3 separate regions of the Mus musculus genome follow, and regions 1 and 2 are each linked to region 3. The links are chromatin contacts, called in public promoter capture Hi-C maps. All regions are on one chromosome and are shown on one strand. Each heading gives the region's core, a stretch centred on a gene start, on an enhancer-like site or on the middle of the called end of the contact. The rest is flanking DNA. Distances are from core to core; before and after follow the strand shown.

What was found. Promoter capture Hi-C pulls out the DNA fragments that hold promoters and counts their contacts.
Region 1: a promoter capture Hi-C map of embryonic stem cells shows a contact between it and region 3, with 2.2 times the contacts expected there. The contact joins the promoter of Glra3 here to the promoter of Fbxo8 in region 3. A contact is called at or near these places in 13 of 39 promoter capture datasets (the 3T3-L1 cell line, 3T3-L1-derived adipocytes, the C10 cell line and 7 more) and 1 of 115 datasets of contacts at active chromatin or transcription factors (embryonic stem cells).
Region 2: a contact with region 3 is called in a promoter capture Hi-C map of the HPC-7 cell line. The contact joins the enhancer-like site here to the promoter of Fbxo8 in region 3. A contact is called at or near these places in 15 of 39 promoter capture datasets (the 3T3-L1 cell line, 3T3-L1-derived adipocytes, the C10 cell line and 11 more), 6 of 484 Hi-C or Micro-C datasets (cerebellar granule neurons, cranial neural crest, nephron progenitors and 3 more), 14 of 115 datasets of contacts at active chromatin or transcription factors (the 230-238 cell line, astrocytes, bone marrow-derived macrophages and 11 more) and 2 of 9 other capture datasets (adipose tissue and liver).

The regions. Positions count from the first base shown.
Region 1 is chr8:55,937,918-55,941,869 of GRCm38.p6, reverse strand. It overlaps Glra3 (glycine receptor, alpha 3 subunit), which reads right to left and starts at 1,452. Exons shown (of 10, transcript NM_080438.3): 1 at 896-1,452. The coding sequence starts at 966.
Region 2 is chr8:57,426,423-57,430,827 of GRCm38.p6, reverse strand. No RefSeq gene overlaps it. Among named protein-coding and RNA genes, the nearest start is that of Gm34099, 26 kb to the right of the region's middle. Within about 2 kb of position 3,012, at least 64 of the 459 cell types and tissues checked have an H3K27ac peak or open chromatin away from gene starts, as enhancers often do. A contact at or near this core is called in the 230-238 cell line, the HPC-7 cell line, memory CD8 T cells and 2 more, where this site is marked.
Region 3 is chr8:56,549,533-56,553,413 of GRCm38.p6, reverse strand. It overlaps Fbxo8 (F-box protein 8), which reads right to left and starts at 2,260. Exons shown (of 6, transcript NM_015791.4): 1 at 2,038-2,260. It overlaps Cep44 (centrosomal protein 44), which reads left to right and starts at 2,848. Exons shown (of 11, transcript NM_001009951.1): 1 at 2,848-2,869.

The sequences.
Region 1 (3,952 bases), core at 203-2,702, 610 kb after region 3:
TTTGCACTCTTGAAAAGGTTGTCAGCCATAAAGTGAATATCCCACAGTAATTATGTGATAATACTAATGAAAAACTTATGTTGCTAGTTTAAATATCTATAGGAACATTTTTTTTTTTTGCTTTCGTACAGTGTTTACTGAACAATGGAGTTTTAATTATCTTAACTTTCACCTAGCTTCCCCTAGTATCTTCTACATAACTGTGAAGAAAGGTAGAAAGACTTCCAAATAGCATTGAGACATAGGAAAAACTGTCATGGCATGACAATTTTACAAGTTAATAGTCTTCTTATACTGCTTTCTTCCAAAAGACAACTGTAGGCACAGAACATTTCTGATGATTTATTAATTATTTTGCCTTCATGCATTGCTGAATTAGGTCATTGCAAACTCGTACCTTAAAGTTTCTATTCTTTTACCTAATCAGTTCATATATGAAAATGACATTTCTCTAATCAAAAATTGTTTATGTTCTACAATATTATTTCTATTTTCATGATGGCCCTGTTTCTAATTTTGTTTTGTTTTGTGTTTTAAGAAATTAACGCCCAGAAATTATAATTCATCATTACCAAGAAAACTCTAATGAGAAATATGTGAGAAGCAAAATATCTGTTTTCTTTAAGTCATTAGGTTTGAAAGAGTAACGTGGGAAGAGCCCAACTACTCAAACACACACCCTCGGTGAAAAACAACAGGAAATTATATATCTCCAGATGTCTCAATAGATAGATTACTAGGCTCTTTGAAACAGATAATTACGATATAAAGTATTGTTTCAGTAAGTCAGAACACAGTCCTAGGTTTCTCAGCTTCCTCATTAACAAGTGGTTGCAGATTAACACATTGGTTTATTGAGCTCTCTTAATGAGATTGTTAATGCATGCGGACTTACCTCAGTAACAGTGCGGCTTCCCAGAAGTAAAATCCAGAAACTAGTGTCCGAAAGTGTCTCACGTGGGCCATGATACGGAAAGAGATCCACGATCCTGAAAGCAGTCTTATCCAAGGCATGGGGGACCAGAAAGACAGAAGTGAAAATGTGACATGTAACCCCTTGGGGCTGCTGGAGATAAACGCTTGAGGAGCTTCAGCACCTCAGACAGCTCCCGCAGGACTGAATCCCTCTTTCAAGCACTTGATGTTTTCCTGGACCCCTGCTCTGTGCACTGAGCAGAAAGATTCACAGGGCTACAGATATGCGAGTGATTTCACAGTGAAGCTACAGAAAAGCGTGAGACTGTGACGACGCGTCAGGAGTGCAGAGGTCCTGAGCAACAGTTCCCCCAAAGCTCTATCAGCAGAAAAGGACTCGCCTTTTCTTGGCTCTGACCCAGGCAGGGTTCGAAGAAGAACAGCAGCAGTCAAAATTGGGAATGCTGCTCCACTAGGTCCAAGAGCCAGAATCTCACTCTCCACCTTTGCATAAATCCCACGGAGCGGAGCGCGGCAAAGACAGGCGGGGGCGGGGCCAGAGGACTTGTCCTTCCCGCCAATCACAGCTGCACAGCAGGACAGAGTGACAGGCCTCTTACCAAGCAAGGGAATGCTCAGCCTTTCAGCCCCTAAAAAGGAGGGGCTGTGTTTCAGAATTGGTGCAGAGCCCACTAGGCTCCTAGAGAGAGTGGGGAAGGAATCCTTGGAGCTGAAAAGGGGAGATTCAGTGGTTTGCAGAATTAGAGGGCAGAACTACACGGGGAGGCTCCTTCCCTTTCAGAAAAAAAAGCACAATTTAGTAAAGACATATCTTTTCAGAGATGACTACTGTCTCATAGAGCTGGGAATGCAATGCACATGCCCAGCCAAACAAGTTGCTTCTACAAGCATCTCATGCTCAGAGCCAGCTTGCAGGCAGTTAATTGACTTTGGTGCTAATGAGGCTTCCAAAAAGACTAAGGGAAGAAGTCTCCTGAGACTGGAGAGACATCACTTAGACTCCCCCCACCCCCTCAGTTTTTAAATGATTGGCTCGGATGTTTTAAATGGAAGAACTAGCACGTAGTACTAACTGGTATATTTCTTCTTTCATCTTTTCAGAGCTCAGTCTCTCATCTCCACTCTGTGTGTGTGTGTGTGTGTGTGTGTGTGTGTGTGTGTGTGTGTGTGTGTGACCTAAAATAGAAAATAGAAAATCTTTATTTCCAGTTGGCCAGTATCAAAATGTTCATTTCTTTTGACTTTTTAAAAAAGTCCATTACGAATTTATTCTGAAAATGCTCCTTTCAACTCTTTAACTTTTTTCAACAACTAAGCTACATATTAAGAATACATTCTTAACGTGTCCCACAATCTTTTTCCTAGTTGAGTTAAAATTGTAATTTAATGGAAAACTAGATTTAGCTGGAAGTATACAAGGCATCCCTTACCAACCTGCTGAAATAAGTTACAGTGAATACTCTTATTTATGTCTTCTATTTAGTAGATCACATTAATTTCATTCAGTGAAAAATAAGTTTTCTGAATTCGTTTCTATATTTGTAGAAGACATGTTTTATGTGACTCTTTTCTGATTTAAATCATCAACTTACAGAAGACTCATAAGAAACACATCAGTTTTATACCTCCTAGAAGGTTCATAATGCTTTTTTTTTGTATCTATATTACATTTGTGTGTACATGTATGAATGCACACATGGATGATTGCATGGACTAATGTATGTCATGTTTGAAGGTTATAAGATAACGTGTGGACAGGCAATTCTGTCATTTCACATTGCGAGTTGGAGGGATCACACTTAGGTCTCTCGCCTGGCAGCAAATACATTTACCTGCTGCGACATCTCACTGCCTCTGAGAAGATATCCTCTTTGAAGAACCTGTTGAAAACTTACACTACACAGATGCTTCTCAGTTACTTATTCACTGATTAAAAATTACAGCGCATTGCCTTTTTGGGCATCCCTGGGAGGGGAGCACCTTGGTTCAGTAGAGGCTCAATGACCCAGGGTAGGGGCATTATAGGGTGGTGAGGAGTCGGTGGGTGTGTGAGTGGGAGAGCACCCTCATAGAGGCAGGGGGAGGGGATGGAGGGAATAGAAGGTTTGTAGAAGGACAATTGGGAAGGGGGATAACATTTGAAATGTCAACAAACAACCAATAAAAATACAATTTTTAAAAAGTACACACAATAAAAATATACCTATATTACAATTTTCTTATTTTATTTCTTGTTCAAGACAGTAATTATTTAAGTCCTACCACAGCCAAGCAATGAGACCAAAGCTGAGCAAGGCCCATGGAGGAAAGTTGCTAATGAACTTGCTTCCTATGGCCTTCTCAGCCTGTTTTCTTATACTGCTCTGACCACATGCCCAGAGGTGGTGGTGCCAGACACAGTGTTCTGGGGCCACACCAATCAATGGTTAATAAAGAAAACTGCTCACAAACTTGCTCACAGTCCAGTCTCCTGGAGGCAACTCTAGTTAGTCATTCCTTTTCCCCTGGTACGTCTAGATTTGTGCCACCATGACAAAAGCCAGTTAGTGTAATGTTGTTATAATTAATGATGCTCAACTTCATTTGCAATTAAGGATTGATGGGAGGGTGACCCCATTCCATCTCCAAAATTTAAACCAGAATGGCTCCTGTCTAAAGGAAATACAGGAACAAAGAGTAGAGCAGAGACTGAAGAAAAGGCCATCCAGAGACTGCCCAACTTGGGGATCTATCCCACATGGAGATGCCAAACTCAGACACTATTACTGATGCCAAGAAGTGCTTGCTGACAGGAGCCTGATACAGCTGTCTCTTGAGAGGCTCTGAGAGAGCCTAACCAATACATATGCAGATGGTCCAGCCAACTATCAGGGACTACAATGGAGGATTTAGGGGAAGGACTGAAGGAGCTAAAGGGGCCTTATCTGGCATCAGTGGGAGGGAAGGCCTTTAGTTCTGTGAAGGCTTGATGCCCAGTATAGAAAAATGCTAGGGTGGTAAGGTGGGAGTGGGTAGG
Region 2 (4,405 bases), core at 1,763-4,262, 880 kb before region 3:
TTCATAATGGGTTCTATCATTCGAGGCTTTCTTGTTTAAAAGCCTGCTAAATCTCTCTGCCTGTCTTTCTCTGTCTCTCAGTCTCTGTCTCTCTCTTTCTCCATCTACTCTTCCTCCCCCCTCCCTGCCCCCCTTCTCTATGTGTTCCTGGACAGCCTTCTTTCTTCCCTCCTGTCTCCTCTCCTTTTGTCCTTCTCTGGTCCCCTCCCATATCTGCCTCTACCCCCTCCTCCAGGTCACAAATAAACTTCTTTTTCAAAATATTTTTCTTTTCTTTCTTTCTTTCTTTCTTTCTTTCTTTCTTTCTTCCTTCCTTCCTTCCTTCCTTCCTTCCCTTCCCTTCCCTTCCCTTCCCTTCCCTTCCCTTCCCTTCCCTTCCCTTCCCTTCCCTTCCCTTCCCTTCCCTTCCCTTCCCTTCCCTTCCCTTCCCTTCCCTTCCCTTCTCTTCTTCTTCTTCTTCTTCTTCTTCTTCTTCTTCTTCTTCTTCTTCTTCTTCTTCTTCTTCTTCTTCTTCTTCTTCTTCTTCTTCTTCTTTTTTAAGATTTATTTACTTATTTCTTGTATGTGAGTACACTGTCACTCTTGTTAGACACACCCGAAGAGGACATCGGATCCCATTACAGATGGTTGTGAGCCACCATGTGGTTGCTGGGAATTGAACTCAGGACTTCTGGAAGTGCTCACCGCTGAGCCATCTCTCCAGCCCTATTCTTTATTTAATTTATTTACATACCAAATGTTGCTCCCCTCCCCATCTCAGAGTTCTTTACCCCTCCCCCTTCCCCTTTGCCTCGGACAGGGTGCTTTCCCAGTCCACCACTGGCCACTCCACCCCCGAGGCCTTGCCTGGAGCATCAACTAACTCTCTCTCTGTCTCTGTCTCTCTCTGTCTCTCTCTGTCTCTCTCTGTCTCTCTGTCTCTCTGTCTCTCTGTCTCTCTGTCTCTCTGTCTCTGTCTCTGTCTCTGTCTCTCTCTCTCTCTCTCTCTTAAATGCGTGCTAAATTATCCGTTCATCTGCTTACTACAGTCATCTTCCATCCTCGGCCCTAGGATGTGAACAACCTGAGTTAGTATCAGAGCTTCCTGAGCGAATCTCCCCTTGTCAGCCACTCTTGCTCCCATGCATGGCAGGTAGATATACCCTCCCTCGACAGCGCGCTGCTCTTACAGCCTCACACCTTGGGCTCAGAAGGAAAGCGATTTCCAAGTTTCAAAGACAAACTTTAGAAATTCCGGTCACTCACCAGGCTTCTTGGGCCCTCCCTTTTGATGCAAGGTCATAAAGACTCAGGTTCTCACCTTGGTTTATGCTGTTGTTTGTTTTTTTTTACTTTATTTTATTTTTTTATTACAGGCTGTAGTTCTGCTTTATAAAGGAACAGGAAGTGAAAATAACCTTGGAATTCCAATCTTAAGTTGTTGTCGAGCGCCACCTGCTGTTTGTACTGAAAAGCAGCTTTAGAGGCGGGAAATATGCCTTTAATAAATACTTTAACCTATTGGCTATGTTTTACCACGGGAAAGAACCACGGCGGTGTTTTAGACAGCTGTCTGATTTTATGCAGGACTCAAGTCGTAGTAAAATAGCTCAAGAACAGTAGCTTACGCTATATTTCTTGAATTTCAGGTCCCGACTGTTCTTTAAGCCTACAAAAGAATTGAGTCGAAGTGAATTTCTGAAGAATATCCTTGTCCTTACTGCTGTTTCACAGGTGGACAAATAACATTTCCTGGACAGCCAACTGCTTTTTCCCCTGTATCTACACAGGATCTGTTTACTCTATGTGTCTCTTGACATGTGTGAATTGCAGTATAAATAATTTGCTACTGGTAATCGGCACAGATCATGAAAATTGCAAGGCAGGGGGTGACTCATTCAATTTTTATTGAATTATTGATTCTAAATTATTCATCCTCCCCAGCCTTTGCTCCCCTTTCCTGTGTATGCAAAAGACATACTTCTGGGCTTCCAATAGCTTCTTTGTCTTGACCAATGGGGCTTTCTTTGGTCAGTAGGGTGTGCTTTGAATGAATATGTGCCTGAGTGACTTCAATTAGGTCTGCCTTACCACTGACGGTCTCTACCAAAGCACAAAGCCTCCTCCCTCAGCTCCAGCTCCTGGAAGATGACATGGGTCACTGAACTAATCCCTAACAGAGGAGTTGAGCTTATCAGTCACAGCTGACCTATCTATGGTCAGCTCATGAGATGAATAGATGTTTTTTGTGTCTTTTAAATATTGTTGCTTGAGATCTTATTTTATTTATTTTACATGTATGGGTGTTTTGCCTGCATGCGTGTCTGGGCATCATCTGCGTGCAGTGCCCGAGGAAGGCAAAAGAGGGACCAGATCACCTGGAACTGGAGGTTGTTGGCTGATTGGGTTGGGTCTGGGAACTGAACCCAGATCTTCTGGAAAGGCAACCAGTGAGCCATCTCTGCAGTCCCTACACCTTTGTTTTTAATGTTTTCCAGCCACTTCTATTTTTCTAATGTTTAAAAGGCTTTAAATGTGGTAAAAATGTATACACATAAAAATCTATCATCTTATCAATTTTTAAGCGTACAGCTTGGTGCAAAATGCATTTATCTTGTGCACCCATCGCCACCGAATTTTCTTATCATTTCATCCTGTGACACGGAAATTCTGTATGCATTGAACAGAAACTTCCTGTTTCTCCTCACCTCTAGCACCTTTGGGGCACCGTCTTCATCACGACGGCCTCTATCAATGTAACGGTTCTCACGCCGTGACTTACATAGCCGTTCTCTTCTTGTGATTGATTTGTCTAGTGCAATGTCCTCTAAGTTCCTTCATACTGTTGTATATTTGATGTAGAATCATACTGTGCTGTGTATCTACTGTGTTTTGTGTATGCTTTCACATGTAGGTTGTTTCCTCCTGTGAGTAACTCTCAGCAACATTGCTGTGAGCCTAGCTATGCAGAACTCACTTCAAGTCCCCGCTTCCGATTCCATCGAGAGATGGGATTGCCAGATCATATGGTAACTCTGTTCTTATGTTGGTGCTTTCTACAACAGCTCGTCTCCCACCAGCAAAGCTCACCACATCCTTACTGACCCATTATGTGTTTCTTTTATGAGTCATCTTGATGCCTGGGAGGTGCTATCTCAATGTGGTTTTGTACAAACGTTTGCTTTTTAAGCTACGGAGGACTTGGGACTTTTTGTTTGTTTGTTTTATGTTCTTTGCTGTTGTCGATGATATTTTGTTTTGTTTTGGTTGTTTTCTGTGACGAAGGCTGACAGAGTTGGAACACAAGTCTGGCTGATTCCAAAACCTGCAGAAACTACCAGAGAAAAAGGGTATTGCCTCTAGAATGTGTTATTTAATTAATTTGTGATATGGGGAAAAAGAAGAGAGGGGGAGAAGGGAAGTGGTGGGGGAAGGGGGACCGGGAAAGGGAGAAACGGGAGGGAGAGGGGGAGGCAGGGGGAGGGAGATCACATTGTTAAGATTGTTACTCCCTCATTCTCTTTATGGCCCTTCTTTTTATCTTTGTAAAAATCACATATTAAGTCAAATGTAGTGGTGCATGCTTGTAGTCCCAGCTCTTGGGGGTGCAGGTGGGGGAATCAGAAATTCAGGGACAGCCTGGGTTACATGACATCCCGTCTCAAAGAAACCAAAAATAAAGTGTATGAAGCACTTTCTACCCTCTAATATAGTAGGACAGTGGTTCTCAACTTTGCTAATGCTGGTGACCCTTTAATACAGTTACTCATGTTGTGGTGACCCCCCCAACCAGAAAATTATTTTCATTGCTACTTCATAAGTGTAATTTTGCTACTGTTATGTATCATAATATAAATCTCTGATATGCAGGATATCTGATATTTGACCCCACACACACAGGATAGAGAACAGCTGTACTTGGCATTAAGCTTTTTAATGTTTGCAGCATGTTTCTCCTAGCAAATTTTAAGATAGAAAACATTTTTCCACTATAATCCCTATTTATAAAATGTGAGAGATAAAAAGTATTCATAATAAATTATTTATCTATCTATCTATCTATCTATCTATCTATCTATCTATCTATCTATTTATTTTTGATACAAAGCATTTAAGTGAATACACGAGGGGGCACTACCTGGGGAAAGAGGGGAACCATCCAGGGAGGGGCCAGGAATATGGGTCATGTCATTGTGGGAGGGGAGTAATTAAGTACAAAGTACACTGACATGTATATTTTAAAATATCACAATGAAACTATGCATGTTATGAACTATGTATGCTAACCTAAGACGAATAGATATCAAAAGAAAAATTTTTTAAATTAAAAATGATCGAATGGGGCTGGTGAGATAGCTCAACGGGTAAGAGCACTGACTGCCCTTCTGAAGGTCCTGAGTTCAAATCCCAGCAACCACGTGGTGGC
Region 3 (3,881 bases), core at 1,011-3,510:
ACTGATCTGCATTTTATCTATAACCAGCCCTAGCCTTTTCCTAACTGCTTTCCTTCTCAAAAGCTATCTTCCATACATTTATTTTGACCCAATTTCAGCTATGTAAAAGGGTAAAAGATAACCTCAAACACTCTTTTCAGATTCTCTACCCTTCAGGCAATATTAAATAATATTCTTTAGGATAATTAATATAAAATATTTCTAAATTATTTTTCTGGAGGAGCTGATACTAGTATAATTCACATGTTACTTCAAAATCAGGCTTTTTTTTTTCCTTGTCAGAATTAAATTCTTTTGGACATACTTTGGCTAAGATATTCTTATGTAGTGATTACTTTTAACTGCTAAAAGTTATCAGGCACGGAATTTGTTCCAGGTGCCTCTAAAATGGCTTCCATCGATTTTGCCTCCTGTGTTATCTATCCTCTGCCTCTCTAATGTGGGTTGGGTTAAAGACTCTTAACAAACACACTATGATAGCAGTGATAGGATATCACTTCTAAGATTAGATTATAAAATATAGTTATCTTCCCTCAGTTGGATGCTTTCTCCCAGCTTGTCTGTTGTAGGGGAAATCAACAGCCATACTATACTCTAAGGGGGTTTTCTGAAGAAAACCCACTTAGCGGAGAATCTAGGGCAGCTGGCAACTATGTGCATGCACTTGGAAGTGCACCCTTAGTCCATCTCAGTGCAGTCTCTCAATAGTATCACAAGTCCCAAACACAGCCTAACTACGACCTCAAGAAACAAGCTGAACTACTCTGTTGAACGTTGCCCTGATACTTGACTCAAAGAAACCAAGATAGTACATGTTTGTTGTTTTAAGCTGCATTAAATTTGGGGATAATCATAAACCAGCAATATGAAACTAATGACGATACTTAGGTAATTGTTAATTTAGAAAAACTGTATAAGCAAGAAGTTTCTGAATTAACCTGAAAATAATAAATTTATTTATTGTTCATTCTGAGACCTGCTCTACATTGTAAAAACAAAACAAAAACAAAAACAACAACAACAACAACAAAAACCTTTCACAAAGGTAGCCGGAAGCTCTTCTCGTCGGAGTGAAAGTGCCAAAGTCCAAAGAACCAAAGCAAAGAGAAGAGTACTTAGTGACCTGTTGCAAAACCATACTTCCAAGCCTTTGGAAGGCCAAGAAAAAGGATTGCTAGCTAGGGACAGTCGGGGCTACACAGTGAATTCTGAGCCAGCCTGGAGTACACAGGAGACCTTGTCTCAAAATACAAACAAAAACGGAGTGCAAACACTGACATGAACAACAGTTTGTATTCAATTGCAGTATTGAGGGTAATGAAGAGAATATGGCGCGCGCGCGGGGTGGGGGTCTTTACAAATAAATGTCTCATTTATAAATTAAGTAGTCACAATTATTAATTAGTAAATACAGAACGAAAAATAAACCAGAAATATATCGAGTAAGAATTGCAAACTTCTATGGTTTTTGTCTAGACAATGTGTACTGAGTAATACGATGTGGAAAGTGGAGCGTAGCCACAGAAAAACAAAACGAAAAGGAAAGTGTTGAACCAATTTTACAGTCTGTTTGGAGACTGTAGCAACTAGCAATCAGCGGAGGTCTTAAACTGGATATGTTTGAATTCGTATTAAGGGGACGCCGTAAGAAATGAAGCGTGCCTTGGCATCGAACGACGCTGTAACCACCACAAAAGCAATACGTGAAACTGAAGAAAGTAACCTCCACCGTTTGTCATCTTTCAAGAGGGACGACACCACGTCGCTACCGCGAGTCCCAAATCGACCTCTATACCAATGGCCTAGAAACAGAAGAGACTCACACCCGCCTCTCGATTCTGATACACCATTTTAATAAGCCACCGCTGCTGTCACTCAAAATGTCTCACAGTACCCATTGGTCCTAAACTGTTGCTTGCTGGGCCAGGGCTATCAAGTGGCAAGCATCCCTACCCCTCACTTCGGAGGAGAAAAGTGAGAGCGTCCGGGCGGGCGGAAGAAGCAAGGCATTGGAAGCCTCTGTGCCGACGCGAGTACCTGAGCGACCTGGGATCTCCACCGCCGCCGCGACGACTCGGCCTGTGGGCGGGGGCTGTCAGCCGAGAAGAAAATGGCTCAGCCGGGAACTGGTGCCCAAGCCATGGAGAGGCCTGTCCAGAGCGCACGTGTTCGCGCTGGAGAACACGATGGCTGCGAGGGAACCAGAAGCCGCCCCAGACTCCCGCGAAGTCACAGCACCTCTGCCTGCAGAAGCCCGAGTGGCGGACCTTGCAAGGTTTTGACGTTTCCTATTGTTGCCGGAAGTGACGTCGAGGAGCGGCTCCTTAAAGGAAAAAGATTTCCGTTTTCCTCATTCAGATTCGCCAAAAAGTCTTTACTTTTCCGCTTCTCATTCTGAACTGCTTTGGCCATCAAAATTATGCTAATTTGAAATGTGACATTCAATAAAAGACATGTAATTGATAAGACTTTAACGACAGTAGAGTATCCTGAAGAAGCTGCGCGAACGGAGTGTGGAATCTGCATCTAGGAATGCCAGCATTTGGGGCAGCCTCTGGCTCGGAATGTTTAGCCGCTGTTCGAACTCTCGGCTCGAACTCTGAGTTCTAAAAACAAACCGTCGGCACGAGGGGCGACCCGAGGCGCGGGCGTAAGGCTCTGGGGCTGCAGACCCGGTTCCCGCCACGTTCTCGGGTTTCTAGTGCTCCCTTCTTCTTTCTGTGTTGGTACGGTAGCCTTGGGAACCTTTCAGTTTGCTTAGGGGCTGCTGGCTGAGCCAGAGCTCGTGGACCTGCTGTGCTCTGGCTTGGACGAAGGTGGCCCTTCTGCTGTCCTCACCGAGGTTCCTGGGTTGTAGGCGAATGATCAGGTCTACCTTTTCATCCCTTTAAATTTAGAGGCAGAAAGGGAATTCGAGATGGGACTTGCTTGTGTACCAGCTGGTATGGTTTTGGAAGGCATCAAGTAGAATGAATCGGAGTCTGCCCTCTTTGAATTGTTTTGTAGATGCCTTTAAGTTTCTTTCCGTCAAAAATACATCTAGCTTCAAAAGACTGTCCGGAATAGAAAAAGTACTCCTTCCTTCGTGTTCTCTTTGTTTTCATCTTCATGGTGTCTCCCCCCCCCCAAAAAAAAAAAAAAAAAAGAATTCTCCATCTACTTTGAGGCCTATGATTGCTCTGTATGAAAAGAAAACTAATTTTAACATATGTATTCTAGACTTACTGCTACACTAGACTGTTTTACAGAATTATTTGCAAGCATTTTAACAATGTTTTATGCGTGAACACAGCGGTTCCCTCATCGGATCTTACAACAGCATTTTCCTAGTATCTATTACGGAGAGATTTTGTAAGTTTAGTTTCTACAGATTTGTATCCCTTTATCTTAAAGTTTGTCTTTTAGATATGTCAAGCGGAATTTCAAAATCCTAGCTATCCACTGTGATTATTAAAGGCTAGTTACTTTATCCTGGGCAAAATGATTTTGGAGTCCTGTGACATGTTTTTAAAGACCTGTAGCAGCTACGAAATTGAGCTGGGTTTGAAACAAAGTATCTTAAACTGCAAAGCTGGGGGACTAGCTCAGTGGTAGAGCCATTGGGTATGCCAAGATCCTGAGATCGGTTCCGTTCCCCACCAAAGCCATCTTGTGCGGTGCTCACAATGTCTTCCAGCAATTCGGTTGGTGGATTTGATTTGTTCCTAACTCTTCAGAAAGCTAGGTAGACCAGTGAGACCTTAATGATTGAATCTGTATATGGTCTTCATTTAATATCCTGTGATAAGTAATATAAAGTGAAAATGCTAATTTTTAAGTAACAGTTTAATTTTATCTCAGATTAATTATGGTCAAGTGTAAAGTATGTTTCAGTACTTGAT